Linked DNA regions of Mus musculus: all the other regions are linked to region 1. Evidence: chromatin contacts called from public HiCAR-type and promoter capture Hi-C data. All regions are on one chromosome and are shown on one strand. The core of a region is the stretch at or near the end of the contact, and the rest is flanking DNA. Distances in the headings are between cores, read along the strand shown.

Evidence for each region. Promoter capture Hi-C pulls out the DNA fragments that hold promoters and counts their contacts. HiCAR-type assays count read pairs that join an accessible place to other places.
Region 2: a HiCAR-type map of astrocytes shows a contact between it and region 1, with 2.9 times the contacts expected there. The contact joins the promoter of Map4k5 here to the promoter of Gpr135 in region 1. A contact is called at or near these places in 2 of 39 promoter capture datasets (both in liver) and 1 of 115 datasets of contacts at active chromatin or transcription factors (astrocytes).
Region 3: a contact with region 1 is called in a promoter capture Hi-C map of liver, with 2.5 times the contacts expected there. The contact joins the promoter of Mgat2 here to the promoter of Gpr135 in region 1.

Annotation. Positions count from the first base shown.
Region 1 is chr12:72,069,673-72,072,666 of GRCm38.p6, reverse strand. It overlaps Gpr135 (G protein-coupled receptor 135), which reads left to right and starts at 1,566. Exons shown (of 1, transcript NM_181752.2): 1 at 1,566-2,994. The coding sequence starts at 1,676. Gm3225 (predicted gene 3225) reads right to left here and starts at 1,493. Exons shown (of 2, transcript NR_168042.1): 1 at 1,247-1,493; 2 at 652-779. It also overlaps a transcript of L3hypdh not described here.
Region 2 is chr12:69,891,856-69,894,687 of GRCm38.p6, reverse strand. It overlaps Map4k5 (mitogen-activated protein kinase kinase kinase kinase 5), which reads left to right and starts at 1,525. Exons shown (of 32, transcript NM_201519.2): 1 at 1,525-2,035. The coding sequence starts at 1,928. Atl1 (atlastin GTPase 1) reads right to left here and starts at 1,583. Exons shown (of 15, transcript NM_178628.5): 1 at 1,344-1,583.
Region 3 is chr12:69,182,410-69,185,497 of GRCm38.p6, reverse strand. Mgat2 (mannoside acetylglucosaminyltransferase 2) reads right to left here and starts at 1,340. Exons shown (of 1, transcript NM_146035.2): 1 at 1-1,340. The coding sequence starts at 844. Rpl36al (ribosomal protein L36A-like) reads left to right here and starts at 1,431. Exons shown (of 2, transcript NM_025589.4): 1 at 1,431-1,515; 2 at 2,333-2,764. The coding sequence starts at 2,362. The coding sequence ends at 2,682.

The DNA of each region.
Region 1 (2,994 bases), core at 317-2,816:
GATAGTTTCACTACACCTCCTGTCTGAGTTAAGGTTTCCCTGCTGTGAACAGACACCATGACCAAGGCAACTCTTATAAGGAGAGCATTTAATTGGGCCTGGCTTATGTTAGTTCAGAGGTTCAGTCCATTATCATCAAGGTGGGAACATGGCATCATCCAGGCAGGCATGGTGCAGGAGGAGCTGAGAGTTCTACATCTTCATCTGAAGGCCACTAGGATAAAACTAACTTCCAGGCAGCTTAAAGCCAACACCCATAGTGACTCAGTTCCTCCAACAAGGCCACACCTCCAAATAGTGCCATTCCCTGGGCCAAGCATATTCGAACTACCACACCTCCATAACATTCAGTCTCCACAGTACAGCACATAAATGCTGTCCCGTGAAAACCTTACACATCTCCCATTTACCACCTCCCACACCACTTGCATGGAGCCTGGAATTCAGACACTGTCACCTTCAGGGTTAACCTCTTGCCACCACGTTTGCATTCACTGTATCTCTTCTTCCTTCTCCTCCTCTGCTCCCCACCCCCACCCGGACCCCAATAGTCCAATGTGGTTTGGCATAAAAAGTTTTTATCTACTCCTCTAGCAACGATCTCCATTGAATTTCCTATTAAAATAAAACACTCATCTTGTAATGTATTTGTGTTTTCCTAAGACTTAAAGTCTTATGGGGCAGGGTCTTTTATTTGCTGTTTATTTGGGTTGTTGCAGCTGCTGCCATCCAATGGTGGATACAAAAATACTGTCAATCATCCTCGAATGGAACAGCCCCTACCAACAAAGAACACAAACGTGATGATCTAGCCCAGACGCTGTAAGGCTGATTCTGAGAAACCTTTAAATGCACTTAACTAGTTACCATCCAAAGCCCCGGCCCTTGAACAGTAATGACATCTTCCTTCCTAGATCCACATTCCAGTCCTTGAGAACACCTGTTCAGAAACAGGCTTAAGCGGGAAGCCCAACCTCAGGAATGTTCAATGTGAGCAAGGAGTCTACTGAAACAAATTTGTTCCAGCAGTGATTTTCCAAATGTGGCCCTTGGATCATCATCATCCTCACTATCAATATGAATTCTTGGTACTCATCCCAGAGCTACATTGTCTGAAACTGAGATTAGAACCTAGTCGCTTGTAGCATGACTGATTCTGTTGCCCACTCAAAATGCAGAGGTACTAGAATACCCCACCCCTACCATGTTCAAGATCTCCAGGTGTGGACTCTTTTTCCTTTCCTACCTGTGGAGGCCAGAGACGCCCACAGCAGCATCCCCTCCCCACCAGGGCATCTGTGCTGGACAGGAAGGAGCAAGAGCGCCTCAGCTGAATCTGCCATTCGTTTGCGGGGTGGTCTGGCTTTCTCCGGCCTGCCGGGGTGCCAGAGGTGAACCATGCCTTCTCTCAGACTAGCAGACCCGTGGCTTGGTCACCCTCAGGCTGGGAAAGGAGATAAGGTGGGCCGGCTCTCCTGGGGTACACCGCTAGCGTCCCGCCCCGCGTTCCTGCGTAAATAGGCGGTTCCCTCGGCAACGCCTAGAACCCACGTCAAGGTTCCACCAGTCCCGAGTGGTGACCGAGTCCCACCCACTCCCCGCAGCTGCCGTTCTGGTCCGCACAACCTTTCACCCTGCTGCGGGATGAGCAGAGCGGCGGCCTGCGTGGAACCCCATGGAGGAGCAGGCGCGGCCGCCTGGCCGCCCGGCCGCGAGTGCAACCTTGCAGGGTAGCGCGCATCCGGGAGGGGCGGCTTCCACGGCCACTGCAGCCGCGCTGTCGTTCAGCTCCGTAGCCACGGTAACGCTGGGAAACCAAAGCGATGCGGGCAGGCCGGAGGCAGCGGGGTCTCGGGGACCCGCACCGCTGCTATGGCACGGGGCAGCGGTGGCCGCCCAGGCGCTCGTGCTCCTGCTCATCTTCTTGCTGTCTAGCCTGGGCAACTGCGCGGTGATGGGGGTGATCGTGAAGCATCGGCAGCTGCGCACGGTCACAAACGCCTTCATCCTGTCGCTGTCCCTGTCGGACCTGCTCACTGCGCTGCTCTGCCTACCCGCCGCCTTCCTCGATCTATTCGCGCCTCCCGGAGACTCTGGGCCCTGGCGCAGCTTCTGCGCAGCCAGCCGCTTCTTCAGTTCGTGTTTCGGAATCGTATCCACGTTCAGCGTGGCGCTCATCTCGCTGGACCGCTACTGCGCCATCGTGCGGCCGCCGCGGGACAAGCTGGGCCGGCGGCGCGCGCTGCAGCTGCTGGCAGGAGCGTGGTTGGCTGCGCTGGGCTTCTCCCTGCCCTGGGACCTGCTCAGGGCACCCCGGGAGCCCCCCGCTCCGCAGAGCTTCCACCGCTGCCTTTACAGAACCTCCCCAGACCCTGCGCAGCTGGGCGTCGCCTACAGCGTGGGACTGGTGGTGGCTTGCTACTTGCTGCCCTTCCTACTGATGTGTTTCTGCCGCTACCACATCTGCAAGACCGTGCGCCTGTCGGACGTGCGCGTGCGGCCGATGACCACTTACGCGCGCGTGCTGCGCTTCTTCAGCGAGGTGCGCACAGCCACCACCGTGCTCATCATGATTATCTTTGTCATGTGCTGCTGGGGTCCCTACTGCTTCCTGGTGCTGCTGGCCGCGACCCGGCAGGGTCAGGCCACGCAGGCTCCCTCGCTGCTCAATGTGGCGGCTGTTTGGCTGACCTGGGCCAATGGGGCTATCAACCCGGTCATATATGCCATCCGCAACCCCAACATTTCCATGCTCCTAGGACGCAACCGCGAAGAAGGGTACAGGACTAGAAACATGGATGCTTTTTTGCCTAGCCAAGGCCTAGGTTTTCAAGCCAGAAGTCGCAATCGCCTTCGAAATGGCTGTGCCAACAGGCTTGGGGCTTGCAGCAGGATGCCTTCTTCCAACCCAGCTAGTGGGTCAGGAGGGGAAGTGGTCATGTGGGCTCGAAAAAATCCAGTTGTGCTCTTCTTCCGAGAGGGTCCACCGGACTC
Region 2 (2,832 bases), core at 276-2,775, 2.2 Mb after region 1:
CCTTCAACCCATGAATATCCCACAACGGCCTAGTCACACAGTGGGTAAGGGTGGGTTTGACTACATGACCACCATAAATCCATGACAGTAAACAAGTACTAAGATACCAATAGAACACTTGAAGAGATTTTGAGTCATCGAAGCCAAAAATATGTGCCCACCAAAACAAGTGCCAAGAAGATTTCAAAGAAGGAACTGTTCTTCAACCATTTTTTTTTTCAGTGCAGCACACACACAGGCTTTGTCCCTGGGGCATGTAAGTCTGGGCTTACTTATGTTCCCTAAATAAGTGCTCTTTGTGTGTGGATCACGAGAAAATGCATACAGTCTCTGTTCCGTTAAGGTGTTAATTTAATTTCTTCATTTATTAGCTATAAGAAGTTATTTCTCAAAACAGAATTAGAGTGTGTCTGGAGTCACGTGTCATCTGAAATTTGTTCTGTTGTCGTTTTTTTTTCTAGTTTTTTCAATTTTCTTACATTTTTATTTAATTTTGTGTTTTGCCTGCATGTACAGCTGTGCACCATATGCATATGTGGTGCCTACACAGGCCAGAAGAGGGCGTTGGCCCTCCCTCCCAGCCCACTCTGGATCCCAAGTTGGAGTTAATGAGGAGTGGGCCGCCACGCAGGTGCTGGGAATCAACCTCTGAGCTGCAGCCGGTGCTGCTAACAATTGGGCCATCTTTCCAGTCCTTATCTGGTTTTCCAACTGAAAATCTCTGTAAGACTCTAGAAGTAACTTTACCAGTATACATAAAATTGGCAACTTCATTTCTACCTTAAGAACAAGACTGGAACTCAAATTACAAAAGAGATTGAAACATTAACCAAATCACTTCTCATAACTCCTGCCCAATATTTTGGGCATTGTTAGTTAGGCCTCTTACATTTTAAAGCCTCTTACATTTTACACTCCTCTTTACAATGCTGTAAAAATGGTTTACAAACATTTCTCGGGTGTCAAATGCAAAACCTATCCTCTTCCAGCTACAGATAAGGACACTGGGATGTTGCCACGTATGCCTTGTCCCAGATCACCTACTTTGGAAGCAGAATCAGACAAAGGTCCCTAGCTTTGCTTTAGCATCTCTAAAACTCCTCCCATTAACACTTGCAATATTGCGGTGATGCCCAGAGACCACAGAAACTTCGAAAGGAATTGGGGTTTTCAAAAATGGCTCTGGGAAACCCTGGTGGAAGACAGGTTCTGCAGGTGTGCGGTCCAGCCTCGGAACTGGTACCACCGGGAACAGTGTGTGGAACAGGACGGTGCAGTCGGGTGTGCCGGCATTTAGTTAACCCGGCACTCCCCCACCTCCTGCCCGGGCGGCCTCAGTTTACCTGTACCGAAAGGAAGCAGAAGGCAGCGCTCCGGAGGCCTGCGGACAGACCCTCCTCCTCTAGTCCGCCGGCCACTGGGCGAATCCTGGCCGAGGCTGGGCGGGTCAGACGCCGCACGAACGCCTCCGGCGCCCCGCAAGCAGCTGGGAGGCGGGGCGCGGCGGCGTCCAGGGTGTTGTGCACTCGGCGGGCCTCAGGGCGGCAGTCTGGGCCCGCGGCCTGCGTTCTCGGGCGGGCCAGGCTCGATCCGCGCCGGCCGCGAACGTGTCTCCCGGTGACGCAGCCGCGGGTGGGGAACGTGGTGCGGCGGCGACTGTGCGCACGGCCGTCTCGGAGAAGACGCGGGTCTCCGACGCCGGCGCTCGGCCAAGAACGGACGGCCTCTCGGGTACGGCCGGCGCGGGGCCTGGCGGGACCGACGAGGCCCGGAGGCTGCCGGGGTTGCGCCCCGTGACGCCCCCCGCGCTCGCTCTCGCCGGTGCAGGCGCAGCTGCGAGCCGAGGCTCCATGTTGGGAAGCGCCGCGCGCCCTCGTTAGCGGGAGACGGCTGCGGCGGGCAGAGCCCCGGACTGGGCGCAGCGAAGATGGAGGCCCCGCTGAGGCCTGCCGCCGACATCCTGAGACGGAACCCGCAGCACGACTACGAGCTGGTGCAGAGGGTCGGCAGCGGCACCTACGGGGACGTGTACAAGGTGAGGCCCCGGCCCGGCCTGCGAACGTGGGGCACCCCCGGGATGCGCCGGACCACAGCGTCCGGCCAGGAAGCGGCCCGGAGCCCGCCGCACCGTTCCGAGCACCCTGGGTTCCCCATCGGTTCTAAGGCTAGCGACCGGCAGACTTAACCGCACCTTCCAGACCACGGCTGAGCTTTTTTTGTGGTTTTAAGGCGTATTTATGGTATTGAAGTTATTCCGGAGGATGGTTTGGTGTTGATGTGGGGGGAAAATGCTTCGCGGAAGGCGGTAGATAGGAAAGAGTATTGTAAATCTAGACCTTTGCGTCCTGTACTGGTTTGGGTGAACTTGCCTTGAAAAAAATCTCTGTGGAACCGGACTCTAAATTGTCAACTGTAAGTAATCTGGTTCTGGAGTAAAAGGATTTGTGTGTAAACATGACAGCCTGTAGGAAGATGTCTTTGGGGACCGGTGAGGTGGCTCAGGGTGTTAAAGGCCCTTAGAGCCAAACCTTACTTAGGACCCCAGAACGGTCCCCGGATTCTCTTGGTGGAAGCACGGATCCCCCACACATACACACTCACACACTCCCAGGAAATAAACAAAGTGTAATGAAATTTAAACATATTTAGAGGAAGACCTTTGTCACCTGGCAGAAGTTTAGGCATTTTGTATCTGGTTGATAATAATGAATATAACTTATGGGGTTTTCCTACTAAACTAATTCCTCTCTATGGGATTTATAGCATTCCATAATCATGAGTGGATAATTACTGCTACCCTTTTTACTGGTCTCTTATATTAAGACAAATAAT
Region 3 (3,088 bases), core at 91-2,590, 2.9 Mb after region 1:
CACACCCAGGACACTCCTGCTGCTTCAGTTTCCACATCTTTTTGAAGACATGGTAAAAGTCTGGGGCTAAGTAGTGGTCCTCTTCCAGGAAGAGTATAAGGCCAGTGTAATCTTGAAGAACTTTGACTCTTTCCCATACAAAATGCAGCTTCCACCACCAATGGTGTTTGGTTTGTGAGAACTTGGCCTCTCTGTAATGGCCGAAGGAGTCAGGGTATTCGGCATTGATGCACCCCAACTTCAGAGCTGCATTCTTCTTTAGGTCTCTGGGGCAATCTCTAGGGTCACTACCCGGAAACTCATTCGGGTACAGCTGAATGCTGAACGGAAAGAACACTTGCAGAACCGGGCAGAAATCCACCCTGGAGATCAGACTGTTGATCTCTGCGGACCAGAAGTCATGGCTAAAGATGACTAGGACTTCCTGAATACCCTGGGCTTTGCGAAGCGAGTCTATCAGCAACCTGAGGTATTCCGGCCTGTTATGCACCTGGACCACCAGCACCAGCTCCCCGGGGCTCCAGGTGCCGTCATTACCGACGTTCCTCAGCATCTGATCGAAGTTCAACTGGTACACCAGGGACCGGTACCGCAGCGTTAGGTTGTCCACCTCCGGCCGCGGGACCGCGGGAACCAGAGGAGCGGCCGATTCGTTTGAGACCCTGCGGATGCCTACGGACACAGCAAGGTGGCCCGCACCCCGTACGGGCTCCGCGTCCAGCAGCGGCGGGCCAAGGGCGTCGCTCTTCCTTTGTCGCCCATTGCTACTCCAGAGGACGAAGCCGCAGGCGGCCACCACGAGCGTCAGGATTAGCACCTTCCGTTTGTAGATGCGGAACCTCATGGTCTCCAGGGCCCGGAGCGCGGGCGCGGAAAAGAAGCTGGCGGCCTCTGCACGGAAGGGGCGGGCGGGCGGCGCCGTCGCCTTGGCCTGCAGCCCTAGGAACTGGCCCCCGCGGCGGCCCTCGCTAACTCATCCCGGGCTCCGGCGTCCTGGGGCCCGAAGGCTCTCAACTGCCTCGCGCCGCCCGGGCTCCGCGCATCCTCTCTGGCAGTTGCAGCTCCGGCAGCCGCCCCGCCGCTACGAGCCGCGGCTCAACGTCGCCTCGGTCCTCTCCATTCAGCACCCGGGGGTCCCGGAAGAAGCCCCGCCGCGGTCGCCGACACCGTGATTCCTTTACCTGCGCTGCCCGTGGCTCTGCGTCCTCTGCGCGCTCATCCTTGCTCGCACGGCGGAACGGCGACACCGAACGCCGCAGCCTCGCCCCGCTCCGGCAGCGACCGCTCTGACAAGCCGCGACTGGCCTGCGAGCGCCCGGGCCCTCCGGCCCACACCCTCCGCCCCGCCCCGCCCCGCCGGGCGCTGATTGGCGCTTCTCAGAAGCCTCCGGAGGAGGCCGCTGCTTATTGGTTCGCATTCCCGTCGCTCAGGTTCAGTTCCGACTTCCGCTCTGTTCGTCCCTTTCCTGTTCGGCGCGTGCGGTTGAGTCGGGGATCGCGGCGGCCGGTCTCTCGGTAAGTCTGGAGCAGAGCGGTAGCTGCTTCCTTGGGGACCGCGGTCGCCTGGAAGCCGGAGCCGACCTAGCTCTTTGAGGCGTCGGAAAGGGGCAGGTGCTGCCCGCCGCGGCTTGAGGTCAGCCCGCGGCTCTCTCGGAAGAGACCGCTCCAGCATGGCGGCTCCCGGGCGGCGAGGCGTGCTGGCTGCTAACGACACGTCAGCCTTCGGGCCCGCTGGAGAGTGACGGTGCTTTAGAGGGGGTGAAGCCAAAACAGACTGACGTGGCTGGGGGGAAGGAACGAGCCCGGTTGTTGCAGAAACGACTATATTTCGTTGTAAGCCATTCGTAGCTAGAAAACGGAGGGAATTGCTGTGGGGTAGTCCGAGCAAAACTTCTCTACCCGGACGCCACTGCGTTGTCCTTGCAGTGAGACCTAAGAAATTGGACGCTGGTTTGGGGAGAACTGTAATGGCCACTCCAAGTGTCAGTTCCTTTGGACGCTAAGGCAGACCTCAACTAGCAATCCTCTGCCTCAGCCTCCCAGGACACACTCCATCAGGTCTGAGTTTTTAACTGTTAATGCCTCGTTTTAGTTTAAAAAAACAAAAAACAGTTTTTCTATAGGCTTGAAGTGGTAAGGATTGAACCCCGGTGTTTAAGCCAGTGCTCATCCACTCAGCTGCGTGTTGGCCTTTTATTCACGTGGGAAATGAGTACTTGGTGGGTTCACAAATTTTCGAACATTACTGTTTTTTTTTTATATGTTCCTACAAATTATACCTGTTTAAAACTTTCGAGTTTGAAGATCTTTAATGTCTGAAACTTTCTTACAGTTCTCATCGCAGACACTTCTACTGCAAACATGGTCAACGTACCAAAAACCCGAAGGACTTTCTGTAAGAAATGTGGCAAGCATCAGCCTCACAAAGTGACCCAGTATAAGAAGGGCAAGGATTCCCTGTATGCCCAAGGAAAGCGGCGCTACGATCGCAAGCAGAGTGGCTACGGTGGGCAGACAAAGCCAATCTTTCGAAAGAAGGCCAAAACCACAAAGAAGATTGTGCTCAGGCTTGAGTGTGTTGAGCCCAACTGCAGATCCAAGAGGATGCTGGCCATTAAGAGATGCAAGCATTTTGAACTGGGAGGCGACAAGAAGAGGAAGGGCCAAGTGATCCAGTTCTAAAACTTGTGTTCTCTGAGAGGAAAATACTGAAGCAGTAGAGAAATGACCTGCTAGAGAATAAAGTTACTGTTAATGATACCAAGCCTTGTGTTTTGATTCTCAGTAGGATTGCATATTTAGGGGGTTTTGTTTTCAAACATAATTTGAGTCTGGGTCTACCTCTGCCTCCTAAATACTAGAAGTACAGAATTGCACCATATCCTATTTCTAAGGTGCTGTGTTGGGTTGAACCCAGTGCTTTCTGCATGCTAGGCAAAGTGTGTACTAAGTGCCCTACAAGAAGTCATACAGATAAGCAGTAGCTACAGAATAATGGGCACAGAACATATGTGATGGTCATAGAATTCATTCCCCAGATCTGCTGACAAAGGTTTCATCCTTCCACTCAGAATGGCTTGGAGACTAA